Linked DNA regions of Sus scrofa: region 1 is linked to region 2. A link is a contact called in public Hi-C data. All regions are on one chromosome and are shown on one strand. Each heading gives the region's core, a stretch centred on a gene start, on an enhancer-like site or on the middle of the called end of the contact. The rest is flanking DNA. Distances are from core to core; before and after follow the strand shown.

Region 1 (4,133 bases), core at 1,625-4,124, 1.2 Mb before region 2:
TGTGACTGCATCATAAGCATCTTCTTTATTCGAATGCAGAGGCAAATGAGAAAAAGACTTTCCCATGTCTAAGAAAAAGAAAAATCTTATAGTAAACTACAGTAAAACAGTATAGTCAAGAATATGGAGTTCCCACTGTGGCTCAGTGGTAAAGAACCCGACAATGAGGACTCAAGTTTGATCCCTGACCTTGCTCAGTCGGTTAAGTTTCCAGTGTTGCTCTCAGCTATGGTGTAGGTTACAGACACAGTTTGGATCTGGCGTTGCTGTGGCTGTATCATAGGCTGGCAGCTGCAGCTCTGACTTGTCCCCCTAGCCTGGGAACTTCCATATACTGCAGAAGCGGTCCTAAAAAAACAACAAACAAACAAACAAAAAGCCACTCAAGAAAATTACAGGATATTTATATTAGTCAAAGTAATTTAGAACAACCTTCAAGGGAATGTTTAAACCACTATTTGGATCAGAATTACATTCAATCAAAGTAATATCTGAAATAAGAGAGCCATTTATTAGAGTTCAGTAGTATTTTTCTAACAAAATGAAAAGACATCACATCAGATTTGTGATGAGAATGGGCTTTCAAAGAATATTAAATACTAAATATTAATCTGACAAAAGCCTACACTAGTTCTCTGACTAGAAATACATGGACTTCACTCAGAATAAAACAAAAACACATTCTGTGTTTCTAAATGAAGGCAAAAGTTGCTTTGGGTAGACTGCAGTTAGTTATCACCAGGTAATATCAAAGTAGTAGTTTTCATACCCCCATGTGATAAATAAAATCCACAAACTTTCTCATCTTCACATTTCTTGCTTTAAACATTTAAATACTTGCACACAAACTCGAAAAACAAAACGTTCATGTTTTTCTTTCAATAGTTAGTGAAGTTAAAATTATGAAATTAATATTCCAAAATATTGACTATAATTCATCAAAAATACATGGGGAAATTAAATATCAATTTAAAGCCAAATAAAAATAAGTAATTAGTGCTAGTACCTATATCAAAATAACCTCAGCGGGTAGGTAATATAATAACATTGCAGTTAAGGTCATACAATTTTAAGGATAAAACGAACTTAAAAAGTCATACATTCTATCTATTGATATTCTTAGAGCAAAGTAACAAAGGGAGAAAGCTGAATTTAAAAATAATCCATTCCTTCTTTTTCTTAATTTGAACATATACTTTTATCAGTTTCTAAAAACAGATTATTAAAGTCATTCACATAAAAAGATATTTCTTTTAAAAGTTCTCATTGATTTTAATAAGGAAAACTGGCATTCAAAATAATTCAATTTATCTTATGCTGCAAAGAAAAGTTTGCTTTTTAAAAATGGCATTCGGGGAGAGGTTAAGGATCTGGTGTTGTCACTGCAGAGGCTTGGGTTCGAACCCTGATCCTGGAACTTCCACAAGCCACAGCTGCAGCCAAAAACAAAACAAAACAAAAAACCCCATCCGTGTGCTGGAGTTACTCAAACATTGTGTCAATAGCAAGATAAAAAACTAAACAAAATTTCAGAATGATGAATAAAGATGCCTATTTTCACCATTAAAAAAATCTATGTACACTGATTATTATGTTCAAAAACATAAACGATTTATAACTTCTAAAAATGCACTATTTTCTCTTGATTTGGCTCAAAGAAATGAAATCCAGGCCAAACCAATACTTGCCAATCACAGGTGGCTCACGGGCAAATTAACATCACCGTCTCCACACACTTTGACCTTGGAGCCTGTATGGAATATTAGATGAGTTGGGATCGGGCCTTAGCAGCCAGGGCCTCAGAGGCACCCTTTCTGGGATCTCAGTTAACACAACAGAGGTATAAGGTGCCTCCCACTGGAATGTCTTAAGGGGAAAAGACACAGAAGGCAAAACCAAGTGGCTCTCAGTCTGGGCCTCTTTTCCACTCTTATGTAACAGTTGCCTTGATAGAGTCAGCCTCTGACTGGTGTTTGCATCATCAAGGCTAAAGGACAAGTTGCAGACTGTGAGGTACTGGGGCATCCTTGTCCTCTCCACCGGATTTTCCTCAGAGCACTTCAACCACTTTTATTTCTGGAGATTCCTTTAGTTTATAAAGAGGTGCTGGGACCGTTCCTCTTCCCTGTGTTCGATGTTTTTATCAAAATCCTTTAATTTACTCAAAATCAACACGGATCTCAGACTCCTTACGGAGAGGGGAAAAAAACCTGTATAGGACTCCATCCAATTTAAATGGGTCATGATCTGAGCGAGAGAAGTCGGCGCCTTTTAAAAACTACATAAACAAAACTCAGGACGCAGCCTGCCTACTCTAGGAAAGGTTAAAGTTGAAACACCGGCAGCGAGTAAAGAAAACTCAAGGAGAGAAAACCCGGGGCCACCTGGGCGCTCAACGTACGGAGACCCGGAAACTACCCTGTGTGCCAGGCTTGGGCCGAAGCCTGGAGCCCCTTGGCAGGAGGCTGGGCCCGGGTGAGAGAAGGTGACACACCTCCACTGCCCAGCCCAAAGCGCCTCCCTGGTCGCCGGGCGGGCCCAGCTCCCTGGCAGCCTCCCCTCCTCCATCTCCTCGTAGGGCTCGGCTCTTCCCAGGGCGCCCGCTCGGCCCTGTTCCAGAAGGGGACTTGGGGGCTGCGCGTCCTGGGTCGCTCACCGGCACGCGGAGTGCTGCGCAGTCCCGAGCTGCTCCGGCGCGGACAGGCCCGAGGAAAGGGTCACGAAGTCCGCAGTCCCGGGTGCTGGGGCTGGAGTCAGCGGCCTGCAGCGCTGGGCCGCCGCAGGGTAGGGGTGGGGGAGGGGCGGCACAACAACAGCTTAAGCCGAGGCCCAGCGCTGCTGCGACCTGCTCCCGCGCCTGCGCAGAGCGCTCCCGGAGCAGGGGGGTGTAGCCCGGAAGCGTGCGTCACGTTTGCGTCCATTCTCCGCCTTTCTACAGCGCTGAAGGCCTGGTGCTGTGCTCGATCGGTCTACCTGTTTCGTTACCTTGGTCTCCTAAGACTTAGAGGTAAAATTTGGCCGCTCGAGCTCTGAAGATTTAAAAATGGTGGTACCCCCTCCGTTTTCTGTGACTCTGTCAGGCTGTTTCCCTTTGCGAAGGGGAAAGACGTGTACTGTTTGCCTCAAACCTGTTTGCCTCTTCAAGTGACCCCTGACACTAGAGACGCTAGGAGTGAGATAAACTGGTCGATAGCCATGTCTGGCAGCCAAAAAGTCACATCTGTTTTAATTTAGAATCTCGTGATTATTAGAAGAAAACAGTGAGTGGGCGGGAACCGGCTTTGGTTTTGTTCTGGTTGTTTTTGTTTTTGCGCAAGGTGCGCCCTCCCCCGCCCCCTAAGTGCTTAATTACAAGGGTGTGAGTCTGCTCAAATACTGTGTTTCAGCTCATCTCTGTGACTTGGGTCTACTCTCCTTAACACCTCAAAGCGTTAAGAAAATGAGAATAACAATACAGAGTTGTTTTGAGGGTTAAATGAGATAATGGAAATGACTGTCAAGCTCAGGCTACTCATTGCCTGCACTGTTTAATGTTTAGTGAATGAAAGTCATTGTTATAATCAGGGTAACAGCATGTATATATAGTAACCCAGGAAGAAAGTCATAGTAATTTATTTCTATGTTCTGACAGGATAGATTTGTTTGACCAAGAGAATATGAAGATATGTAAAAAAAAGTAAGAAATCAAAGCAATATGAATCCCCCCCCCCGCGCCCCCCCGCCCAGCAGCATGTGGAAGTTCCCAGGCCAGGCCAGGGATGGAAAAATAACAAATATATAATTTTAATACCAAAATTATATATATATGTGTAAGATAATGAGCTTTCTCACACTATATTGGTGAAGATATAAGCTCATAAAATTACTAGCAAGCAGTTAGGCATTATGTAGCAAGAGTATTAAAAATTTAAATTTTCACATCCTGCATTCACATCCTTTGGAATTTATCCTGACCCTAATGAGAACTAATATGATTTTTGTACAAAATGTTTTCATTTAAATATCCAACAATGCCATGTTGATTAAATCATTCTCCACCCTTTTTAGCCCTTGTCTTCCTGTGGGCCATTGAGTAAATCATTTATCCCATCAAATTTTCTCCTAAAAGTGGGTAGAGGAATGGTTATTTTCCA
Region 2 (4,195 bases), core at 598-3,097:
TTATTACTATCTAAAATTATCTTAATTATTTGAATTATTTGTTTATGGTTTGTCTTCCCAATCACCATGTAAAATCCCTTTAAGGAGGAACAATTTTTTATTTACTGCTATCTCCCTAGTTAGAACAGTGCCCAATGCACAGTAGGGACTTAATAAAGATTTACTGAACAAATGAAAAAGACACGTTTTGCTAAGCTTCATGACAAGTCACTTAATAATCATGATCTTTTTTCCCCTACCTCACCAGCCGTATCTCCTCTCCTAAGCATTACATATTGGCATTCCTCAGTTCCATGTCCTTTGTCTCTCTTGTCATTCTACCTTTTCTCCTTAAGCATCTCATTTAGCTATATGGCTCATTTCTTAGAAAAAACTGAGTCCTAAATGTATTTAGCAGATCTCCCTTCTGCCTCACAGAAGTCCACTTGAATTTTACATAAACACATACCCATAATTCTCCATTGTTTTATCTCAATAATTGGCATCAACATCCATACTGGTCAAAAAATTGAACTTCTGGAATTATCTTGGATTTCACTCTCACTTCACTTCGCTAAATCTAATTACCAGGTCTTATTGATTCTATCCCCTAAATATCTCTTGAGTCTTATCTTCATCATAACATTTCCTATAGGAGTCTAAGCTATCATTATCTCTCACATAGACTATTGCAATGGCCCCTTAACCAGTCCCTCCTACAAACCTGATCCCTCACCTATTCTCACTCTTCAAGTTCCAGCCATAGCAGGCTGTCCTCAGTTTCTCAAATCGTCTCCTTACTTTCAGACCTTTACATCTATTACCTCTGTTGTATACACTTGCATGTTTTCACTGGATTACTGTCTACTCCTCCTTCAGATCCAACATTGCCTTCTCAGAGGAGACTTTCTTCTTTCTAGGCCCAATTACTTCTGATCATTTGGTTAATGCTCTAAACTACCTATGAGGTTGGAAGGTATTCAAGTTGTCCCCAGCGTCCCCTAAAGCCTGCTCCAGGGAAGGCTTTCGAGGTTTAACAACAACAAAACAACCCCCTCCCCCCGCAACAAACAAATAACAAACCCAAAAAAGAAATAAGGGAAAATTGTATTGGGGTACTAGTAAAGATTGTGTGTAACCACACGACCAATAAAAAATATTTTGAGAATGCAATTTCGGGCCCAGGGAGAGGGGAAAGTAGCAAGGTCGCAAAGGTCTTCGTGGTGTTGAACACTCAAGCAAGGAATGGAAACTGAAGGTTTAGAGTCAAACTGACAGGACTATTGCCATCTTTAAATCATTTAACAGTTTCTAACTTCTGCCCGTAAACGACAGTTAAGGACACAAAGCAGCTGCAGTATTTTTAAACCGCAGTCGCTGACCTTAGCAGCTAGAGACGCGACCTGACCTCCAGGCGCGCGGCACTCGGCAGCCAGAGCCACCGCACAGCTCCCTCTGCGGCGGTCAGGGCGGGTGACGCGCGGCCGGCACGCGCGCGCCCAGTGACGCCATGCGCGGACCAGGCTCGCAGGCGCCTAGTAAGAGGACCCCGCTCCGGGAGCGCGAGGCCTGTCCGTTCTCCTGCCCGCCCCGGCCCTAAACAAGGGGCCTCCTGAGAAACTGCCTGTCTAGTCAATCGAAGGATTCTAGTTTTGACGCAAAAAATTACTCATCATAGCATGGGAATGAGAATGTTTCGCTTTGCAGAGGAACACAGTTGGTTTGTCCAGGCTACATCGCTGGATCAAAGCAGGCACTGTTTAGGACAGCTGCATCCGGGCCCTCCTGCCGCAGCTACCCTCCAAAGCCAGGGGTCCTTCAGGTAGGAGGTCCTGGGTGACTTTGGACGTCCGCTCCTGATCTGCGCAGATCCTGCTTAGTCCCCGACCTTGCAGGTTAATTTTCTTTGCCCTCTAGGCTCGAGGCCTCTGTCGCTACCATGCTTCGCCAGATCATCACGCAGGCCAAGAAGCATCCTAGCGTGAGTTCCTATAACCCTTTTCCAATGTCTTCAGTTGCCCATCCTGTGTCCGGTTGGGTCGGCTTCAGACCCCTGGGAGGGATCTTCCTCTTTCGCAGCCACTCACTGTTTCTCCAGTCTTAACCTCCTGGTTGCCCCATGACCTTGATCTCTGACCTTCCACGCTGTGCATCGTGGAGTTGGGACTGGCAGGCGGAAGGTGAGGGATGCTGTCCAGGAAGATGATATGTTGAAACAGTGGTGGCCGAGTCCTTTTGCAGGTTGGTCTGATCAAGAGGGCTGTGTGGATTAGAGATTAGCAAAGGTCAGGTACCCTATTTGTTGTGCTGTCTGTTAAGGGTTTTACATTCATTGCATTGGACTACCAAGCTTTGAGGCACATGTGAAGGTCTCTGATCTTGGAATCCTCAGTTTGTCTTGATGTCTGGACATTTTTGAATATTTTAGTAGCACAGAATTTGATCCCATTTGAGTTATTTTATATCTCTAATTTTGCATATTAACGTGCTGGGGTTCTAGAACTCAGTTACCCAAGCTTTAATCTTTATCTTAAACCCAGTTGCCTAAATACGCATTAAGCATTGATAGTATGTTTTCAGATATTATGCGTAAAATCTCCATTTGTAATAGGTGTATTTCTGTTTGGTCATTCAGATTCTAACAGAATTATGTTTTTCATAACATCTATATTGAAACAAGCTTAAGTAATTTGCCAGGAGGTTGATTTTGAAACCTTAAGGTGAAAGAAACTGAGAAATTTAATGGGAGTGATATATCAATATTAGAGTGGTGAAGGAGACAGCGTATTTTCTTGAAAAATTTAAAATTTGAGTATAATTTTTTCCACATTAAACCATAATCTTCTTACATTCTTTGGAAATTCCATTTCTTTCCTTTGAACGTAGTTATTAGAAATCTTAACCTCAGTATGAGGTCCATCTTCATTTAGATTTTAAGACAAGATCAAAAACCAGTAATTTGAGACTTGGGAATCAATGTGTAGAAACTACCGTAGTTATACGTTTCTATTAGAATGTAGGTAGTTGAAGATGGCTGTTAATTTTTGTCTTGTTTTGTTTTTCGTTCTAGTTGATCCCCCTCTTTGTATTTATTGGTGCTGGAGGTACTGGAGCAGCACTGTATGTCACACGCCTGGCATTGTTCAATCCAGATGTCTGGTAAGTCCTTAAAAATATTTAGAACTTTGATGGTTCATCAAACTGGTTTAGGAACCACACAGTCTTTCTAGGGAGACACCATCAAGTAGTAGAAAGAACCTGAATTTTGTAGTCATACAGTAAGTTCAGGTCCCACTTCTACTGGTGTCTTTTACTTTTCTTGGTTCGTGAAATTATCTAGATTTCTTTGAGTCTCATTTTCTCATGGTTTGAGTGGAGCTGCTCATACCCATCTCGTAGTGTTGTGAAAATTGAGACAATAATAACTTAAAAAAATACTTTGTTGGGGTAGCTGGTACATTTAAATGTTTTTTGCATGTTTTTCCGCAATAAGTAATGCTTCTTTTTGAAGTTGGAAAACAATATAGACATGGAAAAGTTTGAGTCATTGTTATTCTGTGCACTTTTCTATATATCACTTTATTGATGAGATAGAAAATATTAGTAAAAGCCAAGTATAAAGTTTCTTGTAACAGAGGTAGGAACAAGAACAACTGCCCTAAGAGGTTTTGTGTTCTTTTTCTAATTAATTATGTGAGATTGCTTATTATGGATTCTATCTCTGTTTCAACTCTATACTCCATTTTGAAAATAGCATCAATACTTTACCTAGGAATGAGATTGATCTATTTGAAATACTAGTTTCTTGAATACAAAAATCTGTTTCAAAGTGTTTACTGTAACAGTTACAATGTTTTATTTTAGTTGGGACAGGAAGAATAACCCAGAACCCTGGAATAAACTGGGTCCCAATGATCAATACAAGGTAAGCTACAAAATTGCTTCAGAATTGCTAGAAAGTGTATTTTAATAAATTTTGTCATGAAACAGGTTTAAGTATTTTATTTCTGGCCTTCAGACATGGATGGGAAATGAAGATAATGTCTCAATTCTGCTAGTTTAACTAAGGAAAAGAAAGATAATATATATATTTTTCACTTTTTTTTTCTTTTGTGTATTTAGGGCATAGGGAGGTTCCCAGGCTAGGAGTCCAGTTGGACCTGCAGCCACCAGCCTACACCACAGCCATGGTGATGTGGGATCCAGGCCGCATCTG

The links. Hi-C and Micro-C count contacts between places; a contact is called where the count stands out from the background.
Region 1: a Hi-C map of liver shows a contact between it and region 2, with 7 times the contacts expected there. The contact joins the promoter of TMEM106B here to the promoter of NDUFA4 in region 2. A contact is called at or near these places in 2 of 47 Hi-C or Micro-C datasets (heart right ventricle and liver).

Annotation. Positions count from the first base shown.
Region 1 is chr9:81,836,395-81,840,527 of Sscrofa11.1, reverse strand. TMEM106B (transmembrane protein 106B) reads right to left here and starts at 2,874. Exons shown (of 8, transcript XM_003130176.4): 1 at 2,657-2,874; 2 at 1-68. The coding sequence starts at 66.
Region 2 is chr9:80,641,661-80,645,855 of Sscrofa11.1, reverse strand. It overlaps NDUFA4 (NDUFA4, mitochondrial complex associated), which reads left to right and starts at 1,847. Exons shown (of 4, transcript NM_001097468.2): 1 at 1,847-1,960; 2 at 3,050-3,138; 3 at 3,844-3,904. The coding sequence starts at 1,919.